5 separate regions of the Mus musculus genome follow, and regions 1, 2, 3 and 4 are each linked to region 5. The links are chromatin contacts, called in public HiChIP or PLAC-seq and promoter capture Hi-C maps. All regions are on one chromosome and are shown on one strand. Each heading gives the region's core, a stretch centred on a gene start, on an enhancer-like site or on the middle of the called end of the contact. The rest is flanking DNA. Distances are from core to core; before and after follow the strand shown. Region 1 overlaps Dnah12 (dynein, axonemal, heavy chain 12). Region 2 overlaps Slmap (sarcolemma associated protein). Region 3 overlaps Slmap (sarcolemma associated protein). Region 4 overlaps Slmap (sarcolemma associated protein). Region 5 holds the start of Pde12 (phosphodiesterase 12).

Region 1 (5,411 bases), core at 1,909-4,408, 160 kb before region 5:
CAGGTAATCCTGTTATTCTATGGTGTTCTACAATAACAGCAGCAGCAGCAGCAACAACAACAACAACCCACTAGTAACTATAACTATTAATAGCATTGAACTCATTAGAAAAGGCCCATCTCGTATTTAACATCTGCCAAAATATATTTCTTGTACTCTTAAATGACAAATTATTCAAGTCTCTGTGGTTTGGGCCAACTTAAAGAGTTTCTGTAAAAATTTTTTGTGGGTTGATTTATAACCCAAATAACGAAGTGAATCTCCTCTTTGTATTTTTTTTCTGGAGCCCCCAGCATGGCAGAATTCTTTATGCTACCTTAAACATATCCTCTAAAACATCTTTGTCAGAATCAGCCAAGAAAATGTCATTCATAAATGATAAGCGATACACTAAGGGACTTGCTTACAAGCTATTTCTAATGCTTGTTGCATAAAATATTGACATAAAGTTGGACTACTGAACATTCCCCGTGGAAGTACATTCTAATAGCATCTCTTCATTTGAACACTTACTTCTCTGTAAAACGAGGACTTGAAGACTGATGTCCTCCTGTAGTTGTAAAAGAGTAACTGGAGCAAGGGGTGTGATGTACATAACCCAGAACCTTGTACAGAACACACTGAGAGTAAACAGCTGCCCTTACAGCTCTTACATTTATCAGTAGTTTTTCTTTCCTTCCTTCCTTCTTCCTTCCTTCCTTCCTTCCTTCCTTCCTTCCTTCCTTCCTTCCTTCCTTCTTCCTCCTCCTTCCTTCCTTCCTTCCTTCCTTCCTTCCTTTCTTTTTTTTTTTTCGTTTGTTTGTTTGTTTGTTTGGTTTGGTTTGGTTTTGGTTTTTGGAGACAGGGTTTCTCTGTGTAGCTCTGGCTGTCCTGGAACTCACTCTGTAGACCAGGCTGGCCTTAGAGATCTGCCTGCCTCTGCCTCCAGAGTGCTAGGATTAAAGGTGTGTGCCACCACCACCCGGCTCAGAATATTCTATTATTTTGAACAGCTTATCAGCTTTACCTGAGACTCAGCAAAAGCTAACTGGTCAAGTCCATTCACATAGCGCTGTTTTGCTTCCATGACAGCTTGCCGTTTCTTAGTTAAAAGCTGCCGAAATGAGCCAATAAGTTCAAGATAAGAAGTCGCAGTAACATAGTTATGTCGTCCTAACTCTTCTAAGAACCTGAAAAAGAGTCAGGCAATAGATCACAGCATTAATAGTTGATTTTACAGTGGTGTAAATTCAGCAGAGCATTAAAGATAGGCAGTTATGAATAGAGGTTAAGGTTTATGAAGAACATGTTAAGTATTTAACATCATGAAACTCTAGAAATTCGAAGTTCTTATCTGAAAAAAAAAATCAGACAATAATGACATGTTGAAAAAGCACAAATCAAGGATGCCTATGAAAGGTGAATAACTGCAAACAAAGATAGTCTTTATTTTTCTATGTGTCAAATGCCAGCAGGCTCTAGCCTTGTAAGACACTTGAGCTATTGTATGAGGTAGGCAAGCCTCAGGAAAGGAGACTGCAAATGGGACAAGTATGAGTTACACTGTATGCTACATGCCGACTGAATGTAAAAGACCAGTATATTGTATACATGGAAGGACATACAGGGATATACAAGGATGCAGACTACAGCACACTTCCTGGCACCACTGTCCAAGCCAAGTATGCAGGACAACTGACTCTCTATGCACAATACAACAGCACTTAAGGTCATGCTTCTAGATTCAAGGGTTGATGATCAATAGTTAGAACACACATAATGACGCATATCAGAAAACAATTGTGTGTTTTTAACAGATTCTAACTTCTTCTGCTCATTTTCCAGATCTTTGTGAGGCATTCTTGGATCTTCAAAATAAATTCTCCCTTTCTATTGCTTGTTAGCTGAGGGTTTTAATTAATTAAATAACCAGAAAAATTAGAAGACAAAGAAATAACACCAAAATGTTAGACTTTTGTGGAAAATACAGGGCACTTAAAATACAAGGCATTTAAATTGCACAATTTAAAGTACCATCATTACTAACCTTTCTGAAAGGTGCATAATGGAAGTATGAAAGTGTTTACAGATCGGGACTATCTCTTGTCGCTCAACCTTAGTGAGCTCCAGAGTTTCTAGGAAATTCACAGCTACACGTTCAAGAGCATCTTCAGGCCACGGCTGGAAAGAGAAAGAAAAATGTATTAAAGATGAGCAGCCTCAGTGCAGGCATATACGTCGAGATGTCACCTAGGGGAAGAGTTTAGGGTTATGAAGAGGTTAGGGCTTAATGAGAATCAAATAGACTGAGGGCCCAATGCTTTTTAGATTTTTTTATACATTAAAATGAAAACAAGGACACACGATAAGGACTAAAGACTTGTTGCATATTAAGAACATAATTATCCCCTTCTCCATCTCTCTACATGGTTGTCCATTAGGCATCTTGATTTTAGCATGTTCACTATAGACAATGCTGTCTGCTCAATATCTACTAGCCCCTTCTCCCATATGAGAAAGAGGAGAAAACCCTTTTTTAATTTGGATTTCTGTCACTGGAAGTCCTTCATAATCCCTATCATAACTCCAAAACTGAAGTTTTTTGGTTTTTTTTTGTTTTTTTTTACCCAAAAGTTCTTTTTGCCAATCTTTTCTGCCTCAGTGAAGTGCTTTCTTCTGCTCTGTCCTGAACTATGTCAACTGCAGTCTTGCTCTTGGACCTTTCTCTTGCTGTGTCCTCTGACCAGAACCTTCTTTTCTCAGACTGTGATGTGGCTCACTTTCTTACTTCCTTTATGTTTATGCCCCAGATGATGATAAAGTTCTTCCCAGAATGATCTGTCTAGAACAGCCTTCTTCCTGTTATTTACATGACCTCTTGTGGTGAGTGTTATCTTCAGAACTTACTAACCGATACCTCACACACCATTTACTTGTTTGTCTGTTACTGGCTTCCGTTCAACCCTTGACAGAAATAAAACCCATGGAAGCAAGGAGTGCCTACAATGATACTTGACAACTAACATTTTAAATGTTTAATTAAACAGTTTATGCTTTTTTACTTTTTTGTTAGAATATTTTCCAGATTTCCTTTCACTCAGTTTCAACAAGATGCTTGTAATTCTTTCCTTTTAGGGCAGTGTGCATTTTAAGGTCCTCCTTTTTGGGGATGGGGAGTTGAGGACAGGATTTCTCTGTGTAGCTCCAGCTATCGTCCTCTATCTCTGCTTCCCAAAGGCACAGCCCACTACCCTCACGTCAGCAGGCCTCTTTTAATTAGAAGTCCTGAACCAAAGGACAGTATTGCTCTTCTTCCAAATAAAGGAGCACTTAATCCTCTCTGACCGTCCTCAGGCTGGCACATCGGTTTTACTGTCGGCTTCAGAGTTCAGAAGACCTCAAAACATGAGCTCTTCAAGGTCTTGAGCCTTGTGGCCTCCATACTAGAACTGTGGCACTCACTCTTCAAGGCCCCCACTTTGTGAGGTGAAGATCTTCTAAGGCTCCATAATCATGGGGACCAAACCCATTCATAATCCTCCCTCTACACACACACACAGACAAACACACACACACACACACACACACACACACACACACACACCTTTCTGTATTAAATTTTGGGGCCTATAGGCATGGACTCCGTGTTTAAGAGCATTAGCTATCCTAGAGGACCCAGGTTTGATTCCCAGAATCTATGTAACCATTTACAACTGTCTTTAATTTCAGTTCCAGATATCTGATGCCCTCTCTCCACCTTCTTGGGCATAAGTGGTACACTGACATACATTCAGGCAAAATACCCATACACATAAAATTAAATTAAACTAAAAATGATTAATTAAAACATGTGTAGCTTAGAGGAAAATGCTACTGGCCCAATGGTGGTTTCAGCCACTTTTTGATTAAACTGGAGGCCTGCTCTATAGGAGGACACACACACACACACACACACACACACACACACACTCCTCAAAGGGAAGAGTTAATTAGTTATTATAATACATAGTTGACACACAATTATATAATAGAAGTTTTATTAATCCCATTTATACAATATATGCGGGTAATTACATATTTTGTTAATTCATTCTCCCCCCCCAAACACTATCTTATGGTTCCATATCACCTTTTTATGTAACTGATTCATCTTAATACTTTAGAAATTCTCTTTCTTCCTCAGTCTACACTTTGCACATCAATGTTATGTGCCTTCCTTTTCCTGCCTATTGTCTTTCATGTCTTCTAGTCTAGACTATGAACTCTTTCTAGGAAACACATCATCTTCTCAGCTCCTACTAAGTGAGTACTAGAGCTTCTCCTAAGTACTATTCCCACCATCATACTAACTGAACAATGAATATTAGTCATTGCTAATGACTAATTAGCAATGAATTATTAGTCAACTAACTGCTGAATATTAGTCAAGCTTAAATAAATTTGATAAAATTCTAAGAATTAACAACTCTGTTCTCTCATTACAAACAAAACAAAACAAAATAAAGCAAAACCAACCTGAAACCAATCAATAGTACAACAATTGATGAGGGATGGGAACTGTCTCAGACGATTTCGGAATGCATCTCCAATAGGGCTAAAGGCCACTACGATGTGCAGATTATCTTTGCAACGGTTCACGAAGAAGGCAAACAGGGCTAAGGGACTGAGTTCACCATGTTTATTGCCAGCCTGAGCCACTGGACGGACACCCTACAGAAGAGAAAATAGAAACCTTATAAATAAACACAGATTTACTACAAGGAGATTATCAGCTATCAACTGTTAGATATCAGTTTTGCATTAACTGTCATTAAAATTTTATTTTTATGACAAAGGGATGATTTCGATTTAGTTTATGCTTACAAAAATCTCTGCCTGCACTATAATTTTGCAATTTAAGATAAAATATCTGTCAAGAATTTACCAAGTAAAGTTAATCAGAAAAATTTATCAAGACTACATGTAGGCCTAAATGCAGCATTGGTTTCAAGAGGAAAAATAGAAGCTACTACAATGCCCACCAGTAAGAAACTAAACTCACAAAACATCCTTACAACATTTATACTGGATTTTACATAACTTTTTAAATAGCAAAGTGAAAGCAGACTCAGAAAGATAAATATTGAATCCATACTTTCTCTCATAAGCAAAATTAAGATTTTATATGTGCATATATATTACACATGTATAATAAATATAATTTCTCCACAGTAGAAATGTGGAGAAAGGAGACTACAGAAAGGTTGAAGAGAAGAAGATAATAGGAGGGAAAGAAAAATAGGCTAAATACCAAAAATTTTCCTCTCAAATGTAGAATTTAAAGTAGAAAGGGGAGTTTCTGGGGGAAGAGAAGGTCCAGAGGAAGGAGATGAGCTATGTACAGTGTCATAAGAAAAATCTGTTAGGTTTATATGCATACTAAAGTAACAAAA
Region 2 (5,021 bases), core at 1,730-4,229, 200 kb after region 5:
TGTGACTGCTAGAAAAGGGGAACGTTTTCCTTTTAGTTTTGGCCTTTTTTGTATCAACAATTACGATCTGAGGGAGGAGGCGAGAGTCAAGTAGAGATGAGGCTTTGAGCGGGGGCACCGTTGGCAGCAGTAATCTAAGGACTGAGTAAGTGGTTCTGAGGGCAAAGGAAGTTGAAGAAAAAGGAGATTTGGGGGTAAAGGTTTGATGGGGAGTGGTTCTAAGGAAAGAGAGGGTTCTGGGCAAAAATTGGAATGTCTGGAGGTAGAGACAGAAGGGATGAGACAGGATAGAAGGGAAAACAGATGAGAGCATTCTGGCATTTGAGGAAAGTCTTCCTGAGCTGAGAATTAAGAATTTCAGCACAGGGGTCTGGAGGGTTCAGTGGTTAAAAGCACTCACAGCTTGTCTTAGGATTTCTGTTGTGATAAAACACTACGATCAAAGCAGCTTGGAGAGAAAGGGTTTATTCCAGCTGACAACTTGTAGCTCATCATACAGGGAAATCAGGGCAAGAAAACTGGAGGCAGGGACTGATGCAGAAGCTATGAAGGAAAAAGAAAAATGCATTTGGTTTTATTAGCAAGGAGGTGAAGAACATCACAGATCAGATGTTCATTAAAAATAGGGTCTGGGCTGGAGAGATGGCTCAGTGGTTAAGAGCACTGACTGCTCTTCCAGAGGTCCTGAGTTCAATTCCCAGCAACCACATGGTGGCTCACAACCATCTGTGATGAGATCTGATGCCCTGTTCTGGTGTGTCTGAAGACAGATACAGTGTACTCATATACATAAAATAAATAATATTTAAAAATAGGGTCATAAACAGTAATATATTTGGAAATCGCATGTAACCTGCCTATACATAAGAGACCTGTGGCAGTAGATTAGAGGATGTGGCCACAAAAGAAGAGGCCAAATGATTCATGACAATGATGGCTATTTCAGGCAGAACTGAGAAGACTGTCTGGTAGATGCTCTGTGTCTGTGTTAGCAGTTTTTGTGTATAATCAGTCACTGAAAACAAATATTGACTAAACTGCATTAAATTCTTTAAATTTAATATACATTTCCAGATGATAGTCGTATTACTTTGTATTATCATCTTGATAATATGGTTGTAATTGTTCAACATATTATATCTCTAAAGCAATAATTATTGTTATAATAGTCTTATTGATATAATTTGATATATTAATAGAACTATATTACATAACTATATCATAAATAACATTTATTATACTATACAATATATTATATAATAACATTATTAGCATATAATAAAATATAAATATATAATAAACTATTTTATATAACTATATAATAAAACTATTATATGTCACATATTCCAATTTTGCTTATAAGACTCAGTGAGTTTTGGTAGATGTATATAGTCACTTTAAGCACTACTCTTAAAACCATTATATAATTTGTTTTTGTCTGCCTACATGAGGTTTAAGTCAGTTTAATAAACTAACCCATTTGTTGAATCCATCAATGATATGGTATTTTAAGAACAGAGAAATCAAAACTTGACTTTTTTTTCTATAAAAGGCCATAGTCTGTACAATTGGCAATATGTGAGAGGCTTGTCTATCAAAACCTTCAGTAGGAAAAGGAGTGAGAAGCAATATTATGCATTATATACAGAGAGACTGCTGTGATTTTATCAAAAGGTATTGGAGATGGAAGGATAAACAATTGTATGAAAGCTGTCCTGGAGAGCCTCCTGTGTGAGTCAGAGCAACTATATAGAGGGAGAATCAGAGAGGAACTCTCAAGTGTCAGCAGCCTTGACATGGGAAGAGTGCATAACATGATCTAAAGTATGCATCAGGGACTTCCAAGTCTCATGGCGTGTGGTTGGGAGATAGTTGGAGAGAGGAATTAAGAATAAGGCCTAGGTTTTAAAAGGCAGTAGACTAGGTGTGATATCAGCAAAGTAGGACAAATGTGTCAGTTTCTCTCCTCTTACTATTTCTGTACATTGGGCAGTTGACTTTCATTGTCTGTCAAGGAATTGAAAGTTTTTCTAAGGTAGTGCATACTATCACTAAACCACTAGATGTATTTACTTTTTTAGGAATTACTACTTTTATGAATGAAATACAAATTTAGATATGAGACCCACCAAGCTTCATATTTTTAAACAACTATTCTATTTGTTTTAACCAGTTACCCATGGGTGTATTGTTTCCACAATAAAACTTTTTCTACCAGATGGTATGGAAGCCCGACTTCGTTCAGAGTGAGTATAATTTAGTGCTGTGAAGTTTTGGATTAATTATCTTGGTTGGCAATATTCAGAGTGATGACATGCTGTTAATCTACAAAATTACTTTATTAAAAAGTATATATAGTACCTTTTGACATACTTCAGTTTTAATTACTTTTTTATATTATTTGAAAATCTAGTAAATAATAATGTATCAGAGATAAAGGTTATTTGTTTCCAAGTTTAATTTTACAATGTATATTTGAATGTATAATTAGTTGCTTTTTGCAATATTTAGGATATGTTAGTTACTGTGTTCCTTTTGATATAATAATATAGGACATTTTACACTGTGACTGCCTGTGGTGTTAATGTAGGCGTTATTATGTTCTAGAACTTGAAGATGTCAATATAGTTAGTTAGTAATTTTTTAATGGGAGTTAAAAAATAATCTCCCCAAAGTTGTATTTTATGTTTTAAATGAAGCAATATCAAGTCCTGCTATGAAATCTAGAGTGTAAAATGTAAACATAAGTATATCCTGTGCTTTTTACAGATTATCACTGTGAGGTATGGAAAGGGCTGGGAAGTATTTAAATATTAATGCTTATTTCTTTTAATTTTAGAAAGGCCTTTACTATGCTAGATGCTTGTTTCCCTCCTTCAAAAGAGCTTCCTGTCATTACAGTTTATATTTTACTAGTGGTTTGCATGACTTTGACTGTGCCAAAATGTCTAGAGTTTAAGGGAAAGCTGAGCAGGAAAGAGGTAAAGCAGAGTCCTTCCCTTCCTTCCTGTGGCTGTGATAGTCTCTCCTGGCCGCCAGCTTAGGACCTACTATAGTTTTGTTTTTTTTTTCTTTCTGTAATTTTATGGCCAAATGATGAATGGCAGAGATTGTAACATTTATTTTAATTACAGTTTACTAAAATGTAATTACAGTTTATTAAGTTGCAGTAAAGTTCAAGAACTTAACATAGCGGAAGCCTAATTTATGGGTCAAGGAGTAAACTTTCAGTCATAGACTAATTAGTTAGTCCAGCAGTGATACACAGCTTTTTAAAGACTAGTGTTTAGAGGTAGTTGATATGAAATGTAGTTAATATGAGATTATTTTTGATAGAGGTAGTTGATATGAAATGTAGTTAATATGAGATTATTTTTGATAGAGGTAGTTGATATGAAATGTAGTTAATATGAGATTATTTTTGATAGAGCTAAAAGCTTTGAGCAGTCATGTATGTCTTTCGTGTTGTTAGGTTCCATCTAATAAAATATGTGGGCCTTATCTTTGTGTGTGCATGCTTGTGTATGTGTGCATGTGTGTGCACATGTGTACACACCTTGGTGCCATGGCTTGTGTGGCAATCAGAGGACAACCTTGCTGTTGCTGTTTGCCTTTCAGCTTCTTTAAGGCATGGTTGTCAATGTCCTTCAATAGTTACAGTTTTTACCTGTTTCTCATTTAGTGACCATGTGTTTATGTTTGTATGCATGTCTGTTGCCTGCATATGGAGGGCCAGGGCAACCTCAGCTGTTGATCCTTAGGAGCTGTGTGCTTTGTGTTCTGAGACCGGATCTCATTGGATAGGGCCAGTGAGCCTCACAGATCTACCTGTGTTCACCTTCCAAGTACTGAGGTTATAGGCGGGCTATAGCACCTGACCTTTTACAAGGTTCTGGGGATGCTTGAGCAGTGGGGCTTTACCTACTAAAGCGTCTTCCTAGCCCCTGCTTAAAGGGCTATTAATATTAATAGTTGAATACATGCCAAGGCTACTATGTAAATAGTGTATAGTGTGTTTAAGATCTTCAGTAGGTAGTTCTGACTGTTTCTTAGTTTTGTTATATTTTATAATTTTCTACAACAAGAAATAGAAATTGCTTATAGCTTTACAAACAACACTAAATAATAATTTGCTTTCTAAACATTTCCTTGTTATACTCTTTGTATATACAAGAAGTTTTTCAACAATTCAAACAGCACGCTCATACCCCATATAGTTTCTGTAAAAAACAAATACATGTTATGTGACCTTTTTTAAGCCTTTTGGGGTTTTTTGTTTGTTTGTTTGTTTCTAGTTAACCAGATTTTATGAGGAAAGAGACTTACTTCTTATGTCACTATTTTAAAAGATTTTTAAAGATCTATTTGTTTAATTTAGGGTTTTTATGTTAATGTCTCTGTATATATACATATCAACAGAAAAAAGGGATGTATAAAAAAATGGTTGTCTCTGCATGCTAGGACTGCATAATTCTAGTTTAGTTTTTTATATTTCCCACATATTCCATATCTAACATATATTGCCTGTGCAGTCAAGAAAGATTAACTCATGTTTAAGACATCTATTTGAGTTTTATAGAGTGAAGAAGAATACCTGTAGTTACAACTTTAAAAACCTTCACTAGGTAGTAAGTTCCTTAGGGCCTTGTGATAGACTCTGGATGCAGGGGGTAAATTGATTATAATTCCTAAGACACAGAAATGTTATCAAATAAATACGGTAAAAGATTTATGCATATTCAGTCAAGTCGTAGTAAGATATCCTGGTGTGCAGAAAATGTGTGCTGGTGCTTAACTTTGCACTGTATATGCCATACCAGGTCAGTTTCTAGCACTCACACATGCTTTACCAATCAGCCTTCAAGCTGGTTGTCACTACCTTGTTTTCTGAGACGTAGAGTGTAGGAGGTGCAAGTGACATCCCTCTATCTGCCTTCAAGACACACATAGCATCTTACAGGGCTTTGTAAAATAGGGGCCCTGGCTTCCTTAGTTGCCCCTTTGTCATGAGAATAGGTGGC
Region 3 (5,373 bases), core at 2,679-5,178, 150 kb after region 5:
AGAAGCAACTTTGGCAGCTTCATCCATGTGTCTCTGGCTCTAAGGAGACTACTGGGACAATTGATGCTGGATAGCTGGAGCTATACAAACCATCACAAACTCTTAATCACTGAGCTACCCCTTCAGCCCCTTGTTTTTACAGTTAAAGATGCTGATTGTAGAAGTCTTTAATTTCCTTGGGTAGGTTTATTACTAACTAGATAGATATTTACTTATGTTTATATGTATTTCGGAGCTGTTGTGGGTAGGATTTAAGAAAAATTCCTTCTTGGCAAGTTTATTGCTGGTATATAGAAAAGCTACTGATTTTTGTGTTAATTTTGTATTTTGTTACTTGGCTGGAGCAGTGGACTTAGTGGAGTCTTAAGAGTCTTTTAGTATTTGTCATCTGCAAATAGGGGTGATGATATGACTTTAGCCTTGCTTATTTTTTCTTTTTCTTTTTTTTTTTTTAGTGTCTTTTCTTGCCTTATGGCTCTAGGTAAGACTGGAATATTGTTGAATAATAATAGTCACTCTTGACTAGTTCCAAATTGCAGAGAAATGTTTTTTTTTTTTAATATATTTAATGTGACGTTGGGTGGATCTGGGTGGTGGTGTCGCACACCTATAGTCCCGGCACTTGGGAGGCAGAGGCGAGCGGATTTCTGAGTTCGAGGCCAGCCTGGTCTACAGAGTGAGTTCCAGGACACCAAGGGTTATACAGAGAAACCCTGTCTCAAAGAAACAAAAACAAAAACAAAACAAACAAAAAAAGATGTTGGGTGTAGGAGATAAATGTATATATATGTCATATATACAGTCTTTATCATGTTTAGATATACTCATTTTATTCCTACCTACTATGTTTAGGACTTCTGTCATGAAAGGATATTGAACTTTTTTTTATGATCATTCAAATTCTGGCTTCTAGTGTATTTATATAGCATAATGAATGTATTTGTTAATTTACATATACTGCCCCAAACTTGAATCCCTGGAAATAAACCAGTTTGGTCATGATGTGTGGTCTTATTAATGTGTTACTGGGAGTTCTGCCTTGGGGCTAGTCAGGGCAGTTGTTCTGTAGTCTTGCTTTTGAGTTGCCTCCTCCTTTGGGTTCTTAGAATGAGATTGGCAGTGTTGCTTGTTGTTTGGTGCAATGTTTTGATGAGTATTGGTGTGGGTTCTTAAAAGTTTAGCAGAAGTCAGCAGTGAATCCTAGTCCCGAGCTGTTTGTTTTGTTTTTGGTGTGTGTGCATGTGTGTATGCGTACATAGACTTTAAAATTATTCAGTCTACATTCAATCCCATTTGTCATGGGCCCGTTTTAAGTTTTTGTTTTTATTTGATATGTAGGAGTTCATCTGTTTCTTTTAGATTTTCCAGTTTCTTGGAATATAACTTGTAAAATATTATCTAATGATTCATGGATTTCCTTGGCACTTGTAACATTTCTCTTTTCATCTCTACCTTATAAATTTGGGTCTTCTGTTAGTTTGGCTAAAGGTATGTTGTTAGGTTTTGTTTTTATTTTTTTCTTGAACTGTCTCTGCATGTTTAATGTGAGCATTTATATATAAACTTTCTTGTTAGGACTTTTCTATCTGTATCTTTGAGGTTCTGGTAAATTGTGCTGTTATTTTCATTTGGTTCTAAGAATTTTAATATTCTACCTTGATTTTTTTTCTTTTTTCAATGGCTCATTCAAAAGTATTGTTCGATTTCCTGGTATTTGTGTTTTCATTGCTGTTTTCCATGGAGTGTGTGGTTGAGCATAGCTATTTATTTTGTGGCCAGGGAACATAAAAGAGAAAGAGGAGGTGACTGGTGTCACATACTGTTCTGCATGTTCACGTTTTCAGTGATCTAAGTTCCTTCTAGTGTGTCCTACTGTATAGAAGTTCCTTTATTTCCCAATAGTGCCATCCGTTGCATTGCATCTTTAACACCTGAGCTTGTGGTAGACATTCAGCATCCAAACCATAGCACTACTAGACTATGAAACAGACTAATTATATAGGTGAGGTAATCATGCTATTACTATCCTATTATTATACGTTTTGACCTCTATTTGTTGTTGATGATAATATATAAGATTATCATATAGCCCACCTTCCACCATCTTCCCATAAAAATCTTTTAATGGATTAGTTTCATTAAAAGATTTTTAATGAAAAGGTTAAAATTCTTTTAATGACAGATTAAAACCTGGCTTTGGACTTACTGTGTATCCAAAGATGACTTTGAACTCCTGGTTTGCCCCTACCTCCTGAGCACTGGGCTTACTGGCATGTGCCAACACACTTATCCAGTACTGAAGATCAAACCCAGGGCTTTGTGCATGTAAGGAAAGCATTCCACTAACTGAACCACTGCACTGCAGTCAGCCTAGCTCTACAGTATTTATGAGTGTGTTTACTTGGTTTCCTGATTCCATTGTTTTTAGCATCATGGAACCAAGACATGGTAAGAAAAGCTACTCTGTTTGCCTCAGGTCAACTAGGAAACAGGACATTAGAGGAAGAGGCTGTGTGCAAGATATACCCCTTAAAAGCTGACCTCCAGTAACCCACTTCTTCCAGTGAGGCCCAGTTTCCACCATCTTCTCATAAAAATCTTTTAATGGATTAATCTTTTGATTGTCAAAGCCCTCATGACTTATCATTTTCCCCAAATCTTACCTAGGAAGATTGCGTGAGACCCATTCTTTAACACATGAGTGTGAGGTTTAATTCCACATTCATGTTATACCAGAGCTGTCTTCTCAGTGACTTAAGGGATGTTCAAAGTAATAGATTTGGAGGCTCAGTGAGTTGGTGAGTGTGTAATTACTCTGAAATGCTTGATTGAGGGGTGTAGAGTATAATTAAGCATTTTGCTTTTAAAGCCTGTGTATTATACTTGTTGATAACTTGTTTGTTCTTAGTTTTAATTGTTGCTACTTTCATGAAGTCTCTGTTAATTGTCCATATACAGGAGTGTCTGGCGTGAGGAATGCCATACAGTTCAGGTATTCCTTCATAGGCTTACTTGTTAGTTGAAATCCTGAGTTAACTACATACTGTGCTAATGGATTGTGACTCAATCATTATGTATATTGGAATTTTGAGCTTTATAATACAGCATGAATTAGAAATTCAGTAGCCATAGCTGTTCTCGTAATTTTTTTTTAATTTTTAGATTTGTTTTTTTTCATTTTTAATTTTTAAAAATTTCATTAGGTGTTTTTTTCATTTACATTTCCAATTCTATCCCAAAAGTACCCCCTCCCCTCCCCTCCCACTCCCACTTCTTGGCCCTGGCTTTCCCCTGTACTGGGGCATATAAAGTTTGCCTGTCCAAAGGGCCTCTCTTTCCAGTGATGGCCGACTAGGCCATCTTTTGATACATATGCAGCTAGAGACATGAGCTCTGGGGTACTGGTTAGTTCATATTGTTGTTCCACCTATAGGGTTGCAGTTCCCTTTAGCTCCTTGGGTAATTTCTCTAGCTCCTCCACTGGGGGCCCTATGATCCATCCAATAGCTGACTGTGATCATCCACTTCTGTGTTTGCTAGGCCCCGGCATAGTCTCACAAGAGACAGCTATATCAGGGTCCTTTCAGCAAAATCTTGCTATGTAATTTTTTTTTTAATGTTCTGAGTTTTGAAAAGTTTGGAACTTAACTTTGTATTACTATTGAGAGAAAAAAATTGTTTGAGAAGACTTTGAATATAAGTGTGTATGTAACTACTGTGTGTGAAGTCTGTGGAGAAAGGCTTTCTGAGAGCTGAATTGTGTCAGCTTTTACTCTGCATTTGGCCAGTAATAAAAGTTTAGCTTAATCTTGAGCGTGTGAACTTTTCATTCAGCTTTCCCAGGCGTTGGGCTCGCAGGCGTGCACTTCATCTGCAGCCCAGAGCTGGGACTCTGGTGAGCTTTAGCTCTTTCTTTGCACAATGTTTATCTATTGTAAACTGTGGATGTCAAAACCCACAATCCGCACTGTCACTTCCTTTGGACAGTGCAGTTCTGCTAACATGGCTTCCACGAAACCGACTTTCTGAGTCTTGAAAACATACTGAGAGTGCCCTCCGAAAGTTAAGGTTTGATACATTTCCTGAATTACGACTACTTTTTAAGGTTTATTTTAGTGTTTTCAATATAATTTTCAAAACCCTGTTAAATGAACCTCTATTATTGTTACCAGAAAACTCCAAACGTTCTTTAAGCCTTTTGGCATGTCATTTAAACTGCTCAGATTACATCCTCAGAAGATTATAATTTTATTGTGTAGCAAAGGTTTCATAATTTATATCCTTTACTGAATTTAAAATTAATTAATTCGACATCATCTAATTTCAAATTTTGCTTTACATATTAGATTCAGATAATGATTATGGAAGCATTCTGATAGGAGAAATACAGAGGATAGTTTGTGGTTGCCTTTTTGCTGTGTTCAGAATCGTCTCGCAGCTTGAGCTTCTTTAACTGCGTTGCTTCAGCTATCTTGTTTCAGAAGAAAAGTGAGGTGAACTAACTAGTGATGCCTATAGTTACTCTAAACAGCACTTGGCTTTAACGAGCAAAAATTTATAGTAATTATGCTAATCAAATATTTAAAAAGCGGCACTCTTAGTGATGTTAACAAGTGTTTTGATTTTACTGGTTTCTTTATACTTTTCATATGTGATAATGCTTCAGTGTAAAAATGTCATTTTCTTCTCTGTGAAAGTTATGTACATGAGCTGAATCAGTCAGTAAGAAATGGTCCTTACTTTGTTTTAGTTGTCTTTATGCTGTTTTCTTTTTGATTGGCTTGAATTTAGGTTGGGAGGTTGTCTTGTTGATACATGGGTGTATGTATGTATGTATGTATGTATGTATATATTTTAAGTTTAGTTAATATTGAATAGATCATAACAGCTTATTGTTCTAAGTTTGGTTAATACTTAATTTTTTTTACAGTTTGATTTTCCATTTCTTCCTTAGACTTCTTAGATAATTGTGTCTGTTCTGATTTTCTTTTTTCTGTTTTTGTAATTACTTAAAGCTGCATGTTTATTTTGCTTTCTGACTCTGTGCTTGTACCTTCAACACGTTGACAATGATTTTCTGCTCCTCAATAAAGAAAGCCTGCTTGATCCTGTCACAGACACACTTGGCACACATGGAGCAGCTATAGGCCCTGCTTACCTGCATCTTTGTCTTAGACAAGCGCATAAGGACTACCCTGGCTCTCACAGCAGGCAACCCTTGCAGTCTGAGTGGGCACACGCCACATGCAGATTTAGGTGCTTTCCCAACCTTCTTGGTATAAAGGTAAACAATCCTGTTGTCAGGGGTTCGAGACAGCCTCGTTTTGTTAGAGGCTGTATTGTAGGAAAGCCTTTGACAGTATGTCAACCGCT
Region 4 (4,948 bases), core at 2,183-4,682, 220 kb after region 5:
GAGAGACTTGGGACCTGTCCTTGAGTGCAGGGAGGGCGGCTCTCTGGACATCTGCCTGCCACTGGGCTGTCCTCACAAGGAGACTTTGCTGCTGGATGCCAGAGAACGCTCCTCGCGGGTCTGCTTTGTAGAGACGGATTGTCCATTTTCCAGGAGTCAGCTCACTCTTCATGGCATTAGCAAGTGTCCCGAGTGAGATTAATGCCTCTGTGCTCTTAATCCGTGTTTACTTTTTTATCTTACTGGTTTGCGAACTATTTTTTCCCTTGCCCTATTTTCATTTTGAAATTATAGACACTGTTTCTGCACACTTCTTCTAGTACGTTCTTCCTGCTAGGGCTTGCTCACTCTCACTGAAACTGAACCCTTAGTTAAAGGAATCCACTGACTAGGTGTTGCTGGGTGACTCTGTGTTTACGCTGTCTCAGGGTTATCTGAGTGCCAACTCTACTTCAAATACATTTTTTTAAACTTCAGTTTTTAAAATTTTTTATTTCTCTAAACTTGATCAGTTTATTTATGATTAGAAAACATCAAGTAACTGTAGTTCTGTGGTTTATATCCCCATCATGGGAAGACTTTCTCTCAGAGTTAGATGTTGCTAATATTTGATCTCTTCGTTCTTAGTTTGTCTTCTCTAGATACATTGAAGGCTATTGGCAGCTCTTTTAGCACTTGAGTGGCAAGAAAAGGATGATGGTAAACTCATGCCAGTGCTGTTTTCTCTGTTCTTGAAATTGGTCAGTTTTCATCGAGTTCTGATTCTGAACCCCTCTCTCTCTCCTCCTTATTCCTCTTCCTCTCGTTTCAAACAAAACCAAACCAACCAAAAACCTGTTCCCAGAATATCTTCTATAGCAAGAATTCCTTTAGCTGATTTTACGTCACCAGAAATGAATCCCACTGTACCAATCTGAATTTTAAAATGCATGTGTGCAGCCCCTTCTGTGAAGTTCTAACGCCTTATTTCTGCTGGGAGTTGCCCGTCTCTGAGGAAGATTAGTTGCCAACTTGATGTTGAATTCTAGTTCTAATTTCATTTAATTATAACTTCATTATAATTTTAGTAAGTTTATTTTTGGCATTTGCTTTTTCAGAATCAACCAACTCTTCAGGTGGCTTTGGCTTGTTTCCATTTATAATCTTAGAGAGGAATGCTGGGAGGACTTGTTTCACTTACCATATGATTTCTGGCAAATTAGCCCCCTTTAGCTTTCCTTTCTTCATTTATAAAATGAGATGGTTGTACATACCTCATGACACTTTTAAAGCTGAGTTGAGATTATATTCACCTGAGCTCGCTGCTCTTGTGAGCTGGAGGGAGGAGACACACGATGTCTGACTCTGCAGGGACAGCTGCAGAAGCTTGCCTGGAGTAGCACTGTCCCCTCCTCCCTCCTAGGCATGGAGCAGCGAGCCAGCTGAGCTAGCTTTGTTTTCTCAGAATCTGGAGTTTTACTTGTTAATTAACAGTATGCATGCCATTTACATTATTTTAATTGCTGGCATGTTTGCAATTAAGCACATTATTATAACAATATTTCATGATGAAACTCCGTTTTGAGATTTAGAAATATTTTTTGGGTTGGTAGTTGCAGAGCAGATAGTCTAGTTCTCCTCTAACCTGAATTTACCTAGGATTCTTAGTTGTACTTATGTCTTAGCATCGTGGTTAGTTGTCCTTGTCATCTAAGGAAAATGTGTCTCTGGTGTTAAGAACCTAATCTTTGCACACCTGAGTCGTCTTCTTTTTTTTTCCCCCTCAAGATTTATTTATTTATTTATTATTTATTTAATGTATATGAGCACACTGTAGCTGTACAGATGGTTGTGAGCCATCATGGGGTTGCTGGGGCTTGAACTCAGGACCTCTGCTCACACCAGCCCTTCTTGCTGCAGCCCAAAGATTTAATTATTATCTGTAAGTACACTGTAGCTCTCTTCAGACACACCAGAAGAGGGTGTTAGATATCACTCTCTTACGGATGATTGTGAGCCACCATGTTGTTGCTGGGATTTGAACTCAAGATCTTTGGAAGAGCAGTCAGTGCTCTTAACTGCTGAGCCGTTTCTCCAGTCCAATAGCTATATTTTTAACAGAAACTTTAAAACACCAAGACAGCTGAAAGTCTTCTTGTGAGTATGTCACTTTATTCCTTATTTCTATTTTAAACCACATAGTAATGTGGTACATAATTTATTTCTGTGAACCAAGAAATAAGCTTAGTTCTCATCCAGTAGGGTTTTGGCAGATTCAAAATTTTAAAATTTACAATTTTATCATCCTATACTTTATGACTAAAATAAATGTTTAGATGATGGTCCCTCGTGTAGTTAAGATGATTTTGTTGCTAGTTTTGCTTCCCAGAATAAGCTCCATATAGAAGTGCCCAAGGAGATAAATTAGATTAAAACTCAAGGATGTTCATAGCAGCAGGTTTATAATAGTCCCAAACTGGAAACAACTCAGAAGACTTTCAATATTAGTGAATAAATGCACTATGATCTGTTGGGTGACAGAGCATAACATGTAAGAATATGCACTGTAGTAGTTTATTTAGGAAGTTAAACCCTGAAAGTTATATTTATTTAGTCAGGTATGTTTGGGTAGTGTGACTAAAGAAATGCGAAAGAGTGCACAGGGAGATAGCTTGCTTGGCAAAGTGCTTGTTGCACACACACAAAGGCCAGAGGGATGTCTAGTAGCAGTAGAAAAAAACGGCACAGTCACACATCCTGGTAATCCCAGATAAGGTGAGGCAAAGACAGGAAGATGTGTTGGCCAGCTGCACTAGCTGGATGGTGAGAACCAGGTTCAATGAGAAATCATCTCTCAAAAAATAATATGAGAGCAACTGAGGAAGGTACTCAGTGTAATCTGTGGCCTTCACATGCATGTGCACACATGTGCCCACATACCCACACATGAATACACATGAATACTGAGGAAGGTACTCAGTGTAATCTGTGGCCTTCACATGCATGTGCACACATGTGCCCACATATCCACACATGAATACACATGAATACTGAGGAAGGTACTCAGTGTAATCTGTGGCCTTCACATGCATGTGCACACATGTGCCCACATACCCACACATGAATACACATATACATACCAAGAAATGGAGGAAGCAAATAAATATGAAAGGGTAAGTATTACAAAGTCAGGTAGTCCTTGCCATTGTGGGAAGAGAACGTAGAGAGTTGATATCGACCTTTGAAGGTTGATAGAAAGGATCTGTTCTTTGACTGGGCAATGCCCTCAAAGAAATTCACTTTATAAATACCTACACCTTTTAAAACCTCTGTGTGTGTGTGTTATTTACACAATAAATACACATGACTAAATGTGGCACTATCCAGATGAGGTGGCACATGCCTGTAATCTGAGCAGTGAGCAGGCTGAGATAAGAGGGTTGCTAGAGCAACACGGCTGATAAGTGATAAGACCCTGCCTCAAGTAAATGAGGAGGAACAAGAGCATGGTAATAATCCCCACTCTAGAGTAATACTTAAGTATATCAAACAAACCAACCGTGGATTGGATTGGTTTGGCTTGGTTTGGTTTTTTATTGTATCTATTGTATCTCTTTCAATTGTGGCAAGTCAGATAACTCCTTCAAGATCTAAAGGATCTTCTGTTACATGGAAGTTCTTTCTTCTGATCTCTGATGAGGGGTAGGGGAAGTAGGCCATAAGCTGTTCTTTCTGTAGATTATAGGTATTGCAATAGAGCTTCTGTGTTGTTGGAGGTTTTATGTTTTGTTTGCTTTGTTTTTCACTTTCTCAAAATGAAAGGGAAAGTTTTGAGCAATATATTCTAATATGATACCCCCCTATTTATGGTTTTTCATGACAAGAGTTTTTCTGTGTAGCCCTGGCTTCTTAGAAGTTGAGAGCAACTTCAGGCTGGCCTCTGCCTCTCTGAGTTCTGGCATTAAAGGTGTAACCTACCATCACCTGGCTGAGTTTTTGATGTTTAAGACAATCGTTGTAGTTGAGAAAGACCAGAAGAGATGATAACCAGACAGATATGAGGCCTAGGTCAGATCTGTGTTGACACACCTCCCCATTCTCTTTAAACCAATTTCCTTGTTATCGTGTCTTTGTTATCCTGGTGCACAGTAATATTCGAAGGACTCCTTTTGTTCCCATAAGTAGTTTATAGTGAATTGAGGAAAGTGGAGGTAATGGACAGCTGCAGCATCCCGTCAAAGAGATTTGAATAAAGAATAGTGGAGCAAGAGAGGAAGGACACCTACATCATTTAGGAGAAAGGAAGAAAATAGAAACTCAGCTTTAGCCACAATGAGATTACGTCCCTGTGGGATTCTGCATGAAGATACCTAGAAAGCAGTTAGAGAATAGAGTTCTGGAAACTAAGAGAGAATATGACTTGCCATCAGCATTAAAAACAGTTCAGTTGCAGATAATTAATACAATGAATAGATGAATGCTATTGCCACTAGAAAAAATCTTGAATGCCAAATACACATATTTAAATTATATCCTCATGGAGAAAAAGGCAATGAAAGGCTAAGAAAGGAGTGGGCAGGCATAGGAAATGAATGGGCAGTCCTAGAAATAAAAGACACAGTTTTTAAAAGGCAGTTGAAAGCTTTTGATTAAATACAGTTAGTGAATCCATTTATAACAAAAGATTTAGGTCACAAGGACAAAGGGGTGGGGGAGACTTTAGCAAGTCATAGGTGTCAACAAAATTTTGGAATATTCCAAAAAAGTTAATCAGGTGTGAGAGATTTGGAATTGTATTCTGTTTCTTACTCTACAGGGGGTAGAGGGGAAAGTTTTGAATAGACAGCCCAGATGCCAAAGGTGCTCAGGACCCGGGAATCCATGTGGTGCTTTAAGCAAGGGTGTGGGTTTACCTAAGAGCAGTCTGTGCCTTATTTTCTTTACCCTGCGCCATTCAGGAGCTGCTGCT
Region 5 (4,675 bases), core at 1,449-3,948:
TGTTAGGCAAACACTCTACCACAAGCCTGACTTTTGAATTATGTGGGGAAATAACCCAAACTGATAACAAGTACTGTAGTCTCCCCTCCCCCAGCCTGAAACCTGCTTGCTCAGGGGTGGAGCTTCCTGCTCATTCGTTCTGCCACGCTCACTGCTGGAACCTGCCGCTTTGCTGTTCGGAGCCACACATGTGCTCACCTTTCTACTGGACCCGAGATTATTTGGCGGGAATCGGGTCTCCTCCCCCTTCCTTCATAACTAGTGTCGCGACAATAAAATTTGAGCTTTGATCAGAATGAATTTGTCTTAGCTCCGTTTCTTCTTTCGCCCCGTCTAGATTCCTCTCTTACAGCTCCAGTAGCCATATCAGTCGAACTGTTCATGTTGCGAGCTGCTGGCGGCCGCAACAAAGTACTATTCAAAACTTCTGAATACTATCACCCAAAACTACAGTTTCATTTTGACCCTAAGTATAAATAGTATCTAAGCAAACAGTGTTTACAGCCAATATCATCTACTGTAATGAAAGTAATCAGAGTAAACCAGACTTCACATGAGTACTGGAAGATTTATACATGATACATAGGTAGGCATGATTGTTTGTTTGTTTTTGTTTTTCGAGACAGAGTTTCTTTGTGTAGCCCTGGCTGTCCTGGAACTCACTCTGTAGGCCAGGCTGGCCTTGAACTCATAAATTCGCCTGCCTCTGCCTCCCGAGTGCTGGGATTCAAGGTGTGCGCCACTACGCCCGGCTTGGTAGACATGATTCTTATAGGTATGTTTCTTTCGTATTGATTGGAGGTAGCACTACATAGTCCAGGCTGGTCTAGAACACATGTGCCACCACGCCTAGCTTAGTTTTGTAGTTTTCCTTTTAATTTGAAACTTAAAAGAAAATCATGTGTCTATATTGACACATGTGTTGTGTGTTTTGGGGAGTTGAACATGCACACATATGCTCATGTGTAAAGGTGAGATGTCAATTTCCAGTGTCTTTACTTAGGAAAAACCACCCTGGTTTTTTGAGACAGGTTCTCTCATTGACTTGGAGCTTGTATTTAGGCTAGGTTGTCTGGCCCAGAACCCCAAGGCTCCACCTGTAATCGCAGAGCTGGGAATAGAAGCACATACCATTCTGCCTAGCATTTTCATCTGGGTTCTAAGGATCAAACTTAAATCCTCATTCTTGCATGGCAAACACTATACCAACTATGCTATTTGCAGACTTTCTTTCTCTAAGGCCTTCTTAAATCCTCACAATTGCTAGCCAAGTACTCTTATCACTGAACTGTACCCTTAGTTTGTGTTTCTTCTTCTTTTTTAAAAAATTTTATTTTATCTGTATGAGTACACTGTTGCTGACTTCAGATATACCAAAAGAGGGCATCAGAACTCACTACAAATGGTTGTGAGCCACCCTGTGGTTGCTGAGAATTGAACTCAGGAGAGCAGTCAAGTGCTTTTAATCACTGAGCCATCTCTCCAGCCAGTTTGTGTTTCTTGATATTAAAAATAAAAGTGTTCCTAGTCCTTTCCCTCCAATATGTATTATCAAAATCATACTATTGCTTAATCTCTCAAGTTTCAATTATATAATTACAAATGGGGCTATAAGTCAATTTAATAAAAGTATAGCTTCAGTAGTGGCATTTACAGCTGGGCATGGTGGTGTATGCCTTTAATCCCAGCACTCAGGAGGCAGAGACAGGCAGATCTCAGGAATACACAAAGTAAATCCTGCTTCGAAAACCAAAAACAACAAAAAGGCATTTGCTTATTACTTTCAAGCTTGTGGATTAAAAACAAGCTTTCCACGAGATTTGACATTGTCAGAATACTTCTTGAAAAATAAAAGACCGTGCAAACAAAAGGTCTGGGCTGGCGAAATGGCTCAATGGGTAAAGTTGCTGCCAGGCCTGACAATCTGAGTTCAGTAGAGTTGAAGGGTCTTTCTTACAGACTAGTACTCCCGGGGCTCCCTGTTCCAGTCAGATAGGACTTCGTTTTGGTCTACAAATAAACCAAGATCATTCGTATTAAGAAATAAAACTCTCGGCGAAATTTAATCTTCAAATTAAGTAAAATGGGGAGGGGTTTAGCGTCTTCGTTTAAAGAGTTCTTAAAGTTTTACCTGAGTCCTATAATTTTATTTGCTAAACCTTTCAACCCTACAAAGACAAGGTCTTCCAAGCTCTTTACTACTTAAACCACTAACAGCTTTCGAAAACATGTCTGTACTTTTTCTATCATTTACTATGCTGTGTAGCTTTGACTCAGTCTTCCTGGGTTCCAAGGCGGATAGGAAACCTACCTCAAAACCTAACAACAACAAAAGCGCGAGGCTCAAGTACATTATGCATCTTGTGTTTTGTATCCTCAGAGCTCACAAGCTGGTGGAAGAAGCCGGCGGGCGGCTCGGAGCTCCTTAGCTACCACAAGCTCCACACTTGTCGTGCTTAGCTTCACTCGACCCGCCACACCTCGAAAGACCAGGGAACAGGTCCGCCAACTGTGCAGAGCGGACGTTGCAATCCTGGGGAGGAGGCCGGCGCCTACACACAGCCATAACCGGAGCAACTGGAAATGACAGAAAGCCTAGTGTTTCCCGGAGGCACCGCCCAGTCACTTCCGGTTCCGTAAGCCTATTGTTCCCGCCCTCAGCCTACACTTTCAACAAAACTTCGGGTTCTGGTAGCTCCCTCGGGCACTCTTATATTTCCTTCACTCTTCGCCTTTTACCCATGTTGAATAAAAACACCAAGGCGCTCGAAACTCGAGACCGGCGGTCAAGACAAGAAGGAGCTGGCAAGTGGCCTTGGCGAAAGTGCGAGTCGGGAACACCGCGCGCTTGATGCTCACACCCCGGCTTCTGCTTGCCGCCGACCGGAAGTCCACGGTCTGAATGGGTCTTGTACCCGGCCACGGCCGCTCCTCCCGGTGGACTTGACAGCGGGCGACTCTGGATCTCTGATCTCGTCGGCTGCCAGGTTCATGTGGAGGCTCCCGGGCCGCAGCGCGCTTCGTGGGGTCCGGTCGGTGGTGGAGCGGCGCAGCCGGGCCGAGGCAGGGACTCACGAGGCGGTGCGCGCCATGGAGCGCGCGGTGGTGCGCTGTGTGCCCTCGGAGCCCAAGCTCAGCCTGTCTTTCGCGTTGGCCGACGGCAGCCACAAAAACATGCAGAGGGACCAGAGCGAGCCTCTGGGCCGGGCCCTCAGCCGGATCGCTACCAACGCCCTCAAGGGACACGCAAAGGTAGCGGCCGCCAAGAAGAGCAGGAAGAACCGAGCCCACTCGAGCGGTGGCGCGGCCTGTGAGGCTACAGGGCCTGAGCCGGTTGCGACCTGCGAGCCGGTGGTGAAGCTGTACTACCGGGAGGAGGCGGTGGCCGAGGATGTGCTCAATGTGGACGCCTGGCAGGACGGAGCGGTGCTGCAGATCGGCGACGTCAAGTACAAGGTGGAGCGCAACCCGCCCACCTTCACGGAGCTGCAGTTGCCGCGCTACATCATGGCTGGCTTCCCTGTGTGCCCCAAACTCGGCGTGGAATTTGGGGATCCCGCCAGCTCCGTGTTCCGCTGGTACAAGGAAGTCAAACCCGGGGCGGCAGAACCTGGGGACAGCGGCCCCGCGTCCTCGTCTCACTCTTCGCAGCCTTCAGCTTGGATCGAGACCGGTGTGGACGAGCGCGTCTACACCCCGTGCAATGCAGACATCGGGCTCCGGCTCCGGCTTCACTGTACACCGGGCAATGGGCAGCGCTTCGGGCCAAGCCGGGAGCTAGAAAGCCTGTGCCCGGTGGAGGCCGGGCCTGGCACCTGCACTTTTGACCATCGACATCTGTACACCAAGAAGGTGACGGAGGACTCTTTCATCCGCACTGTCTCCTACAACATCCTGGCAGACACGTACGCCCAGACTGAGTTCTCTCGGACGGTCTTGTACCCGTACTGTGCCCCCTACGCCCTGGAGCTTGACTACCGCCAGAATCTCATACAGAAGGAGCTCACAGGCTACAACGCAGACCTCATCTGTTTGCAGGAGGTGGACCGCGCGGTGTTCTCCGACAGCTTGGTACCGGCCCTGGAGGCCTTCGGGCTGGAGGGCGTGTTCCGAATCAAGCAGCACGAAGGCCTGGCCACTTTCTACCGGAAGTCCAAGTTCAGGCTCCTTAGTCAACATGACATCTCTTTTCAAGAAGCCCTCAAGTCGGACCCACTGCACAAAGAATTACTAGAGAAGCTGGCTTTGAACCCATTAGCACAGGAGAAGGTCCTCCAGAGGTCATCTGTCCTTCAGGTCAAGTAGCTCTGCTTGTTTTCTTCATACTCGCCCAGGATTAGGGGTTGCCGGAGTATAGGGGGTTGGGTATTAGTACTCGTCATTGGAAATACGCATTTCTTTAAAGTGTTTTTGCTCCAGCATCTTGAAAGTGTAGCCTGTTCCTTAATTCAGCACATTTTAACCTCTCCTAGTGTGCCTATCCTGCCGCAGGTTGCCTTCAACAAGATGAATAGAGACATTCCTTAGTGTTTACAATCCAGGTAGACATAGTAACTTGTCACGTACCGTTTTAAGAGCACTTTAAAGCACTCCCAAGTCTAAGTCCCTCCTGTTTTAAGATGTTTCGTCTCTATTGTTAACTAGTGTGTAAGAAAAAGTAATTGGCTTATCTGTT

What was found. Promoter capture Hi-C pulls out the DNA fragments that hold promoters and counts their contacts. HiChIP or PLAC-seq counts read pairs in DNA pulled down with a chosen protein or histone mark.
Region 1: a contact with region 5 is called in an H3K4me3 HiChIP or PLAC-seq map of the SCID.adh cell line, with 12 read pairs. The contact joins the enhancer-like site here to the promoter of Pde12 in region 5. A contact is called at or near these places in 3 of 39 promoter capture datasets (the C10 cell line and hematopoietic stem and progenitor cells), 1 of 15 datasets of contacts at CTCF or cohesin (pro-B cells), 2 of 484 Hi-C or Micro-C datasets (the G1E-ER4 cell line and germline stem cells), 5 of 115 datasets of contacts at active chromatin or transcription factors (the SCID.adh cell line, bone marrow-derived macrophages, effector CD8 T cells and 1 more) and 1 of 9 other capture datasets (liver).
Region 2: a contact with region 5 is called in a promoter capture Hi-C map of the HPC-7 cell line. The contact joins the enhancer-like site here to the promoter of Pde12 in region 5. A contact is called at or near these places in 19 of 39 promoter capture datasets (the 3T3-L1 cell line, the C10 cell line, the HPC-7 cell line and 12 more), 23 of 484 Hi-C or Micro-C datasets (the C2C12 cell line, the G1E-ER4 cell line, Sertoli cells and 13 more), 21 of 115 datasets of contacts at active chromatin or transcription factors (the 230-238 cell line, the HPC-7 cell line, the SCID.adh cell line and 12 more) and 3 of 9 other capture datasets (adipose tissue, liver and pancreatic islet).
Region 3: a promoter capture Hi-C map of the HPC-7 cell line shows a contact between it and region 5. The contact joins the enhancer-like site here to the promoter of Pde12 in region 5. A contact is called at or near these places in 16 of 39 promoter capture datasets (the C10 cell line, the HPC-7 cell line, HPC-7-derived erythroid cells and 10 more), 1 of 15 datasets of contacts at CTCF or cohesin (large pre-B cells), 2 of 484 Hi-C or Micro-C datasets (bone marrow-derived macrophages and embryonic stem cells), 8 of 115 datasets of contacts at active chromatin or transcription factors (the 230-238 cell line, the SCID.adh cell line, T-cell acute lymphoblastic leukemia and 5 more) and 4 of 9 other capture datasets (adipose tissue, liver, macrophages and 1 more).
Region 4: an H3K27ac HiChIP or PLAC-seq map of extraembryonic endoderm stem cells shows a contact between it and region 5. The contact joins the enhancer-like site here to the promoter of Pde12 in region 5. A contact is called at or near these places in 3 of 39 promoter capture datasets (the HPC-7 cell line, embryonic stem cells and liver), 14 of 115 datasets of contacts at active chromatin or transcription factors (the 230-238 cell line, the SCID.adh cell line, bone marrow-derived macrophages and 6 more) and 3 of 9 other capture datasets (adipose tissue, liver and pancreatic islet).

Annotation. Positions count from the first base shown.
Region 1 is chr14:26,823,643-26,829,053 of GRCm38.p6, reverse strand. Dnah12 (dynein, axonemal, heavy chain 12) reads right to left here. Exons shown (of 75, transcript NM_001370884.1): 46 at 4,495-4,689; 47 at 2,027-2,160; 48 at 1,007-1,169. Among named protein-coding and RNA genes, the nearest start is that of Asb14, 68 kb to the left of the region's middle. Within about 2 kb of position 3,158, at least 23 of the 459 cell types and tissues checked have an H3K27ac peak or open chromatin away from gene starts, as enhancers often do. A contact at or near this core is called in the G1E-ER4 cell line, the SCID.adh cell line and pro-B cells, where this site is marked.
Region 2 is chr14:26,471,124-26,476,144 of GRCm38.p6, reverse strand. Slmap (sarcolemma associated protein) reads left to right here. Exons shown (of 23, transcript NM_001310445.1): 3 at 2,174-2,246. Among named protein-coding and RNA genes, the nearest start is that of Gm24031, 24 kb to the left of the region's middle. Within about 2 kb of position 2,979, at least 1 of the 459 cell types and tissues checked has an H3K27ac peak or open chromatin away from gene starts, as enhancers often do. A contact at or near this core is called in the HPC-7 cell line, where this site is marked.
Region 3 is chr14:26,514,561-26,519,933 of GRCm38.p6, reverse strand. All of the region lies in intron 1 of Slmap (sarcolemma associated protein), which reads left to right. It also overlaps the pseudogene Gm2178. Among named protein-coding and RNA genes, the nearest start is that of Slmap, 17 kb to the left of the region's middle. Within about 2 kb of position 3,928, at least 71 of the 459 cell types and tissues checked have an H3K27ac peak or open chromatin away from gene starts, as enhancers often do. A contact at or near this core is called in the 230-238 cell line, the HPC-7 cell line, bone marrow-derived macrophages and 3 more, where this site is marked.
Region 4 is chr14:26,445,200-26,450,147 of GRCm38.p6, reverse strand. All of the region lies in intron 13 of Slmap (sarcolemma associated protein), which reads left to right. Among named protein-coding and RNA genes, the nearest start is that of Gm34223, 44 kb to the right of the region's middle. Within about 2 kb of position 3,432, at least 2 of the 459 cell types and tissues checked have an H3K27ac peak or open chromatin away from gene starts, as enhancers often do. A contact at or near this core is called in extraembryonic endoderm stem cells, where this site is marked.
Region 5 is chr14:26,667,869-26,672,543 of GRCm38.p6, reverse strand. Pde12 (phosphodiesterase 12) reads left to right here and starts at 2,698. Exons shown (of 3, transcript NM_178668.3): 1 at 2,698-4,296. The coding sequence starts at 2,992. It overlaps Mir7672 (microRNA 7672), which reads left to right and starts at 2,936; the gene lies at 2,936-2,997.